Regions from separate parts of the Salvelinus alpinus genome. Here region 1 is linked to region 2. A link is a contact called in public Hi-C data. All regions are on one chromosome and are shown on one strand. The core of a region is the stretch at or near the end of the contact, and the rest is flanking DNA. Distances in the headings are between cores, read along the strand shown.

What was found. A called contact is a pair of places that touch in the nucleus more often than the background predicts.
Region 1: a Hi-C map of red muscle shows a contact between it and region 2, with 8 times the contacts expected there. The contact joins the promoter of LOC139546843 here to the promoter of LOC139546839 in region 2. A contact is called at or near these places in 2 of 3 Hi-C or Micro-C datasets (muscle and red muscle).

The regions. Positions count from the first base shown.
Region 1 is chr20:39,519,969-39,524,702 of SLU_Salpinus.1, forward strand. It overlaps LOC139546843 (homeobox protein Hox-D10a-like), which reads right to left and starts at 3,151. Exons shown (of 2, transcript XM_071355702.1): 1 at 735-3,151; 2 at 1-3. The coding sequence starts at 1,470. All of the region lies in intron 1 of LOC139546842 (homeobox protein Hox-D3a), which reads right to left.
Region 2 is chr20:39,348,161-39,353,015 of SLU_Salpinus.1, forward strand. LOC139546839 (heterogeneous nuclear ribonucleoprotein A3-like) reads right to left here and starts at 1,746. Exons shown (of 11, transcript XM_071355692.1): 1 at 1,638-1,746; 2 at 65-187. The coding sequence starts at 1,643.

The DNA of each region.
Region 1 (4,734 bases), core at 1,901-4,400, 170 kb after region 2:
TGTCTGAAATGAAATCAAACCAACAAATGTTTTAACATGGCAAAATATGAAACTATCACAAATATGTTTTCACTAGTCAAACAGCTCTGGTCAGAATGATAGAACGCTTCAATTATATTGATTTAGTTTTAGCCTGTATGAGTATTATTGGTTAGTAGTCGTACTCTGCTACTACCATGTTGAAATATTACAGGCTGTAAACTATAACTAACAACACCTGCTCTAAATTACACGACTGAGTTTTTAGACCAAAGTAATATTTGACATGCATATTAGGCATACTGATGAAATCCACTACAGTACACATTTGTTAGAGCCTAGAGTATTTCTGTATTATAATTTCGGAGGAAATTGATAATCACAACACCGAGGATGAAGATACAAAACAGACTACAAGCCTTATGTCTACTAGATGTTAATAATATGGATTACACTTCAATAAATAAATACACTTTTCCCAAATAACATTTACCCAACTATAAAATGGAATCTTCTGTTTTGCTACAATCAACAAAGAAACACATACATTATAAATATAGAAAAATATAGAAGAGAATAGACCTCAATGCAAATATGTGCGAGTCGAACAGTTTCCTGTAGCATTTTACTGCAACCTGAGTAAGGCTCTCATTAAACATTACGACTTTAGGGCTGTTTGTGTTTTATATTGGCTTTTATGATGCTGGAGCGTTCATATTACACCATGACACGATTCATCCTTGTATTGTACCTACCTTTCGCTTCCTTCTTTGGCAACTCTGGGCTGGAGACTGAAGCTTCAGTGGAGCAATTCTTCTCCTCCTGCGCGCTCGACTTTGGATCCGGGCTTTCCGCGGGGATGGGTGTCCTGCTGATCTCCCGGTTATGCGGTATATCAGCCGTTTTCTTTTCCACTTCGACAAAGGAAGACAACTGCGGTTTGGGAGTAATTCTGTTGAGCTGCATCAATGTGGTGTTTGGACTCGTCATCTCGTGGCCATAGTCCTGGTGTTTCCCACTCGCGTAAGTTTGGCTCAGTCTGAAATAGCCCGGAACAGGGATCTCGGGGCCATCAACTGAACACGATTCGGGGATTATATTAGAATATACAGGGACATCGGACGAGTTGACCTTTGCTATCTTGTCTGAATACATGCAGTAATTACTCTCCTCCTTAATGTTTTGTGAAAATGTGCAATTGGGCATCTGGTTGGATGGTTGCTCTATTCTGCAAGATCTATTCGGATCTGTCCAGTTATCAATTTGAGGTATGTAAGAGTGGACATTCATGCCCATATTTTGGTGGTTGACGTCCCCTCGTTTACCGAGAGACGGCAGGAGTCCACAGGTTTGCATTCCATAAGTTCCCATTTCTGCACCGGACGGCATGTACATGTTGCTGCTGGAGTAAAAGCTGTCTGTTCTGCAAGCGCCAATCAACGAATCAACTAAAAACGTATTTGCAGCAGGAGAGCTGTTGGGAAAGGACATTTTTGGAGAAGTTTTAAAAAGGAGAGAGATGTTCTTTGTAGGCTGACATATCTAGCACAACAATCTCCGTGTTGCTCAGGATGCCTCTCTACCACATGACAAGCTCACCAATGAAATTTGAAAATGGCCTTGAGACGCAGCCTCTTTTCCCATCACATGGACGAATTGACTCATGACTGGGAGGCAGACGTGGTCAACAGCGACACCTAGAACACGGACTTGAAATTGATTCCAAGACTGACAAAGGACATCTTGAATATTTAGCCTGTTCTCTTTGCTTGGCATGAAACAAAATCAAAGCTGATGTGCATGGTCTTAACCTGAAAATAATGTACAGTTGCATCAAGCTCCAATGCCCATACCTTGACCACTTTGAACACCTTTAACACAATTTAAGTTCACGACCAATAGGTAATCTACTCACTTTTATAGGCTATATAACTACTAAAGCCAATGCTTTGACATTAACTAAAATAATGACGGTGTAGTGATCGTAATCTAATCCTAACTGAAAAGAAAAATCAATTTACAGGAGGTAATTAAACAATTACAACCAAAATTAAAAGCAAATATGGCTATTATAGGCCTATATTTTTTTTGTTGTCATTGGATTCTTAATTAAACAGCGTCTGGTTTAAGTAGGATGTTATTCTTTAAAAATGAAAATACAAGGAAAGCCTACACAGAGGTGATATCGATTACCCGGTTCTAATTTTTTCAGAACAATTGTAATAGCCTTTGAATGCCTGCTCTGGGTATGGCGCACTTAGTTTCTTTGTGACCTATATGACGGAATAGGAAACTAATGCGTTTTAATAACAATCCACTACAGCGCTAAACATACACCTATTCTCAATTCATCATCTCACATCGGTTTAGCAGGTCCACGTTTTCAAATAGGTAGATGATGTGGATTTTTTACCCAGAGAAATAGCAATGAATGAACAAATCAACAAGTATACATAAACCGATTATTTGCTGAATAATACTACTAATTGTATTTAGAGGATGCCATTAATGACACGCTGAATAGGCCTACCTCAATGAGCCAAGTTTGTGCACGTAGATTTACTAAAGAAAATAAATATGGGAGGAAAATGTAAAATGTAATGTAAATGAAAATATCAGCCTATAGATTATATCTAATAGGCTATATATTTATATGTGGCCTATGTACATTTGTTTCATGATGTTTCTTTAAATTTAAGCATCGATTTTTGTAAATGAACCTATGATACCCTTACATACCTGTAAAAGAACCCAAATACATGCACGCGTAAGGGGAGCATTGTTTTTTAAACATGATTTCAACAATGAGAGCGCGAGTGCACATCCAAGGACGTCCAACAACAGCATAGCCCTACGTCTGAAGCTTAACCTTCAAGGTTGTAGGCCAAAACAATGCTTCAGGTCAACCCTAATATGAAGATGCTTCAGAAACACGTTTGAGAAATCTAACATATAAGCTCGATCGAAAGAAGAGTGAGAAAGATGACAATATAAGGAATTAATTAGAAGTGCGATATATAGGCTGCTTCAATATATGTCTACATGAACAATAGCCTAAAAACAGAATTTGCTCTCCAAAATATTTCTGAAGTTATAAATGTCCTATACGGATATACATGCCAAATGGTCAATTACGCAAAAAATGCAGACATACAATATGCTTCTATTAAACGTAGAAAATGAAAAAATCACGTTTTAGGACACGTTACGAATTCACCAGTGTGCCATGTGTTGTTTTTACCTCCAGGAATACAACATCAAAACCATCCAGGTGTTCTGACCGTGATTATAGGGCCTTTAATAATTCAGCAAATAATTCAGTAAAATATAAAAACCCATGGTCTATTCAACATCTTAGGTTTACACATCCCATTTTAAATCATCCTTTTACCCTATCAGGTAACATCGGTTGAAATGATTAGACAACATATTTACTAGATAAGGCTTAACGGCCGTCCAAATCAAAATACCTAGTTTAATGCATCGATAATGCACACGATAATTTCAGTCTAACCAGGGTTGATTGAGGAATCCAGATAGGTCATGTGCCTTATTCCATCATTTAACAAGTATTTAATTACTTTAGGGTTATTTGGAATGGAAACTAAGTTTAACCCAGCAACATTTCAAGTCATGTCCAATATATGCCAGGGTTAAGTTGGACTTGGTGTCTTCTATAGGCCTATGATATACAAATCCACATAGTTAAGGCTACTGTTTAATCCACTTTAAAATGGTGGCGTTAGGAACAGTGATGGTGCCCCTTTGATTGCAATGCATGGAATGCATGAACGAAACAAAGTCTGCTTGGGCTATTGTGTTTTTATTTTTTTTAATGAAGCTACGTTTACCAGAAGGAAGCCAAGTCAAAAAAGACAGCCAGATCACCGAACGTATGCTATGTTCTATCACCAAACCACAAACAAGAACATTTACAAGCCTTTCAATAATATTCCAGACCACAGCTGTAATTCAACCTATGTGTGTTTTCATGAACAAACTCAGACCGAAACTTGCTACACGTCTGCCCTCGTGTGGTTAGAATAGGAACGAGCAGTCACCATGTCTGCACAATGTTTTTTCCCAACTAGGCCTATTTATTGAACCAAAAACCCAATAAAAATGTTCAATCAAAAGACTGACTGATATGTGTGTGTTTGTGACTTATTTCCTACAGCTAGGAACACAATTCGAATGATCAGATACACTAACATGTCCAACATGGCATGCCTATTAGACCACATAGGCCTACATTTTTCATCGAAAAGAAAATCATTGCGCGATGCTAAAAGTGAAAAAGCATTGGTCACAGAAATATTTAGGCTTATTTAGGATGACACACTGGTCGACTGGTTCACTTTTAGTATACTGCAGTGCACTGCCTTACTTTGTTAAATTCTAACACACGAGGGACCTATCCGTGGATTCGAATTAAACCCTTGATTATGACACATATTTTTGGTTTCAGTGTTGTTACTTAAGCTAAACTATATTATACTCTTGTAAGACTGTTGAAGTCGTGCGTAATGCTACCACATCAGAAGATTGCGGATGATTTCATGAATATTGCATAAAGGCTAAATGTAATGCAACATCTTAATTGGTTAGTATGTAGAAGACAGTTATCAACTTCAAACAAGAAACTGTATCCCTGTATCTGCCTACTTTTCATAAAGGAAAACTCACTGCTTCGCAGCCATATTGGAATCCTACTGCAATGCAGATATCATTCAGAAGGCGTCGTTTCTCAAGACA
Region 2 (4,855 bases), core at 496-2,995:
AGCTCACATTACTCCTCATATAAATGCATTGTAAATACCAGACACTTGTGAAATGCATACATACCACACTGTCTGTGAGGTTTCCCCATTGTTCAAAATGGATCCTTAAACTTTCTTCAGTGGTTTCAAAACTTAGGCCCCCAATGAACAGCTTCCTGAGCTGTTCAGGCTCCCTAGCTTCATGACCCTGTTAAAAAATTTCAAAACAGGTATGCATGTCACACAACAATGAAATTGTATGAATAACAGACTATACCATCTTATTTCAAACATTTTACAGTGTAATAACCTAGATTGCAATATCTTAGTGTAAATGTATTGATAGAATTTTCTCATTAGCCAAGACTCTTGGACATTCTAGGGAAAACAGTTTTGCCATTTTAAAAGTGTTATAAAATACATTTTAAAGTGCAAATATTATGTAGCTAACAGGTCTTTGAAAATGATGCAGTGACAAAATGCTAGCTAGCTAACTTTAGCACAGCTGCGTTTCTCAACATTTGGCTAGAAAATTGCATCATGCTAGTCAGAGTTCTACAGTTACAATGTTGCAGTAATTATGGTTTGTAGAATGATGGTATGTCTCCACAGTTCAACAAGTGTTTGAATGTTCATTCATTGGGATACATAGACCTAAACTGTAGGACAGGCTATTCTCTAGCTAGACTGTAAAACCAGATAATGTGATTTAAACAAACATGGTTAAGTATGCATTATACTGGGAGTTACAGGTTTGGTACCATTTGTTGTAGCACATAATTTAACCAAACTTAGGAATATGGTCTTAGATTCTTGGAAACCAGAGTCTCATAAAATGTCCTTGTCCATTTGAATTTAGAAAAGTCTCCATTATTAAAATAAAATGACTCCATTAAGTAATCAAACCACATGTATGCCGCCATCTTGTCCATTTCAAGTATTCTCTTGTTGATCGAGACAGGTGTGTCATGACATGCGACACTTTGGGGTGGATCCACCTGCCTCAATCAATGAGTGAAGACTTGAAAAAACAAGAAAAAAGACAAGATGGCGGCGTACACACTCCTCATTGTTGGATTCCTTTATGGCGCAAAACATTTTAATTTATTTATTATAACAGAGCATTTTCTAAATTCCAAAACACCTCCTGCAACTGGACAATAACATTTTATGAGACCCCAGTTTCGACGAATCGCTAAGGTTGGTCGAAAATTCTCTGTTACACCAAACAGTAACGTTAACCTGTAACACCCAGTATACTGGATACCACTTTTGGGGGGTTACATCATTGTCTGGTGTTACAATCTGTAGGTAAGACATGGCCTGACCTACATTTTTGGCCTATGTATTCCAATGAATGATACATCCAAGTACTTGTTAATGTGGAGACGTTCTATAAACCAAAATAACTGCAACATTGTAACCGTAGAACCCTGTGACTGGCATGATAATTTTGCTAGCCAAATGTTGAGAAACGCAGCAGCGCTAACGTTAGCTAGCTAACGTTAATGTTGCCTTCCTAAAAATGCTGTTAGAATCATGTGCACATTATGTCGCTGCATCATTTCCAAAGACCTGTTTGCTCATAATACACTTAACATTGTTACGTGCAACGCAAATATATGCAGACACTGATAAACAATCAACATATTTATCACCTCCATTTTGCGAAGTATTCTCTTTCCTTGGTTCTGAGAAGAAAGGAAGCTACTGCACCACGTGATAGGAAGTCTGAACGGGTCGTGCAGTCGTTAACTGATCCAGGATCGGTTTTGTGGTTTTACCATAATAAACCGGATAGGCCTGGCAAGTTGATTTAAGATCAATCATTCAGAGTAAATGTATTCAGCTGCATAGTATACCTTTATTTAAATGTCTAATGATATAAATGAAATTATATTTTTATTATAATGTATAATCTTTAACATTTGTGATGACTTTGTAGGCTAATCATACACCATGTATCATACATACCATGTAGCTGTAGGAGTGAATCAAAGAAGTTGTCTGCTATCTAGTGGACACTGAAGGCAATGTACCAGAATAGCCTCGGCTGATTGTTTTTCCCATAGACATTAACCAGGTTTTTCCATATTTTCCCATAACTACAAAGCAAAATAAATATTTTGTGAATTTAGCTTGTTTGTTGCAAATGTATGTTACTGGTTCATGAATACAGATATTTTTTATTAAAATAAAATGCAGGGAAATGCAACTGTTTTTCAGTATTTGTAACACTTGGCATACACATTTTAGCATACACATTTTAATGCAAGTGCAAATTGTATCTGAATACTCGTAAGTTAATGTTTTGGATTTGACCACTGTCAGTGTTGACATTGGACAGTACAACTTGAATATGCTATTGCCATCAGCTGCTACACCATAAATATAGAATCTTGTTGAAAATCAGATCTGGACAAGTATCCATGTACTGTTTTATTGGATGGAATAATGTCTGGCATTACCATTACAGGGTGCCAGGAAAAAATACAGCCCCAATAAAAATGACAATATTTCACTGTCATTAACCTTCATTTCTATTTATTGCCTATTTAGAGTTGTAGTGTGGTATGTCTTTGTTTTGGTTATTACAGTGCTGTTATATTATAGGTGGTATTGTACCTTTTTTAAGTAAAAGATCATTCCAACTACAGAGATTAATTATATTGTTATAGCGTAACATTTTATTAAGACAGTTGTTACAATGGATGAAAACAAGGATTCTATAGCCATGAATAACCATGAATGAAATAAGTCCTGTGTTCCACCCTTCACTCTGACACTGTCGATTACATATCACCTGTGTTTGTTCCAGCACATTTATTTCTTAATTAAACTGATAATGAGATTGAGGCCTGGTAACATTATTTCTGCTTCAGAGCTTTCCCTTAATTAAGGAACAGTAGTAGTTGACCAGTTGCATCACCGCCTGGTATGGCAACTGCTCGGCATCTGACTGTAAGGCGCTACAGAGGGTAGTGCGTACAGCCCAGTACATCACTGGGGCCAAGCTTCCTGCCATCCAGGAACTATATACTAGGCGGTGTCAGAGGAAAGCCCAAAACATTGTCAAAGACTCCAGTCTTTCTCATTTGCCCATAGCACCAGCTAAGAAGGAAAACATTCACGCCTGATAAAATGTTGTGCAGGGGGAACAGCCAAGGATAGCCCATCAGCCATAAACAATGTCTTGCTGCCCAGTCAAAGCCCATGCCAACCGCTGCTGTTTTGAGGGGAGCAGCAGATGTGAGGGGATTTGTCGAATTCATGCTGTCAAAAACCAGGCAGTCAGTCATACCCTGGTGCAATTGAAGGAGGAAATGCTCCCAACAAGCCTTTGAGGCCTGGAACAGGAGTTGACTTTACACTGGGCTCAACATTACTTCCACAGAGTGACGTGCCCATTATCAGAACACAAATTGAATAATTTGTTTTCTCCTGATGCTAGATATGCATTTTCCAACTTTGTCTATTTGACGTTGGTGTATTCTTGGCACCTCTGCGCTCGACAGTAACCTTTGGACAAAGCATAGGAATGTATGAACCAGCAACCTCTTAATTTTCATTTAAAAAATGTTTCTATCACAAATTTTGGACTGAAATAGCACAAAACAGAAGCGGGCTGGGTGTTAAGGGAGGTTAGCAGAGCTGAGCGCAGAGGCATGTGTGCTGCGGTATCAGCTCCTCACAGATGGAGTTTGATTGATGCTCTGTGTACTTCTCCTTGCCCCAACCCCTGGACAGCATGTTTGTTTGGTTGTTGATCACACCCCATATTCTCTGAACATGGGGTGACAGCCCCCTGACACTGAGATATATCACAGACTACCGACCCAACCCACACATTATTACCAGCTACAGGTGGGAATATTTTCTCTCCCAATCTGGGGTTCTATAAAACATTCTAGGAGTGACGTGTTTTTGTCATCTTTCATCTTGTTGCAGGACATCAAGGGTAATCCGCATTGTATGTTACTAATAGTTTAGCACAGCCCAAACTCGCAGAGTAAATACCACATTAAGACGATGCTCTTCTTTGCACAGAGTTGGGTAGTTAAATACACCGTACATATGACATGCAGTGCCTGAGCATCAAAATACTTAAAGCAGGTTTGGAGTCAATTCTAGTCAATGAAAAACATTGGAGAGAATTGGCATTTCAGTTTACTTCCTGAATTGACTGGAATTCAATTATAATTGACCCCATCACTGTTCAAAAGGACACATTTGAATTTCATTAATACAATTTTAAAAGGATTTGAACCAAATGCATAAAAGCCTGCAGATAAATAGTCTGTCATAAAAACAAATTACACAGTTGCCTTTTTTTTTTTAACTAGGCAAGTCAGTTAAGAACAAATTCTTATTTACAATGACAGCCTACCAGGGAACAGTGGGTTAACTGCCTTGCTCAGGGGCAGAATGACAGATTTGACCTTGTCAGCTCTGGGATTCGATCCAGCAACTTTTCTGTTACTGGCCCAACGCACTAACCACTAGGCTACCTACCTTACATCTGTCCAGTCCTGCACTAGATTGTTTTTTGGCAGACAAATTAATGATGTAACCAGCTCCTGGAATATAAGGGAATGACATCCTCTTTGGTTTTAAAGCGAGCACTTAAGACAATAATTTAATACAAGTTTTATAACCATTTTAGAACTCAAATGATGTTTTACCATATATCTGTGGTAGTAGTAGCCCCCGTCACCAAAAGCTTCCTATCCAGTAAATCTTCATGGAGGAGGAGCTTGCTGCCGACTGTATCTTGAGGTGATGGAGAGCATTCATGCAACTGGTCAATTCCTTTCAAATTAAACCGTTGAGATGCAGAATCTTCGGCCACCAAATCTATTCCGTCATGTTGGTGTTT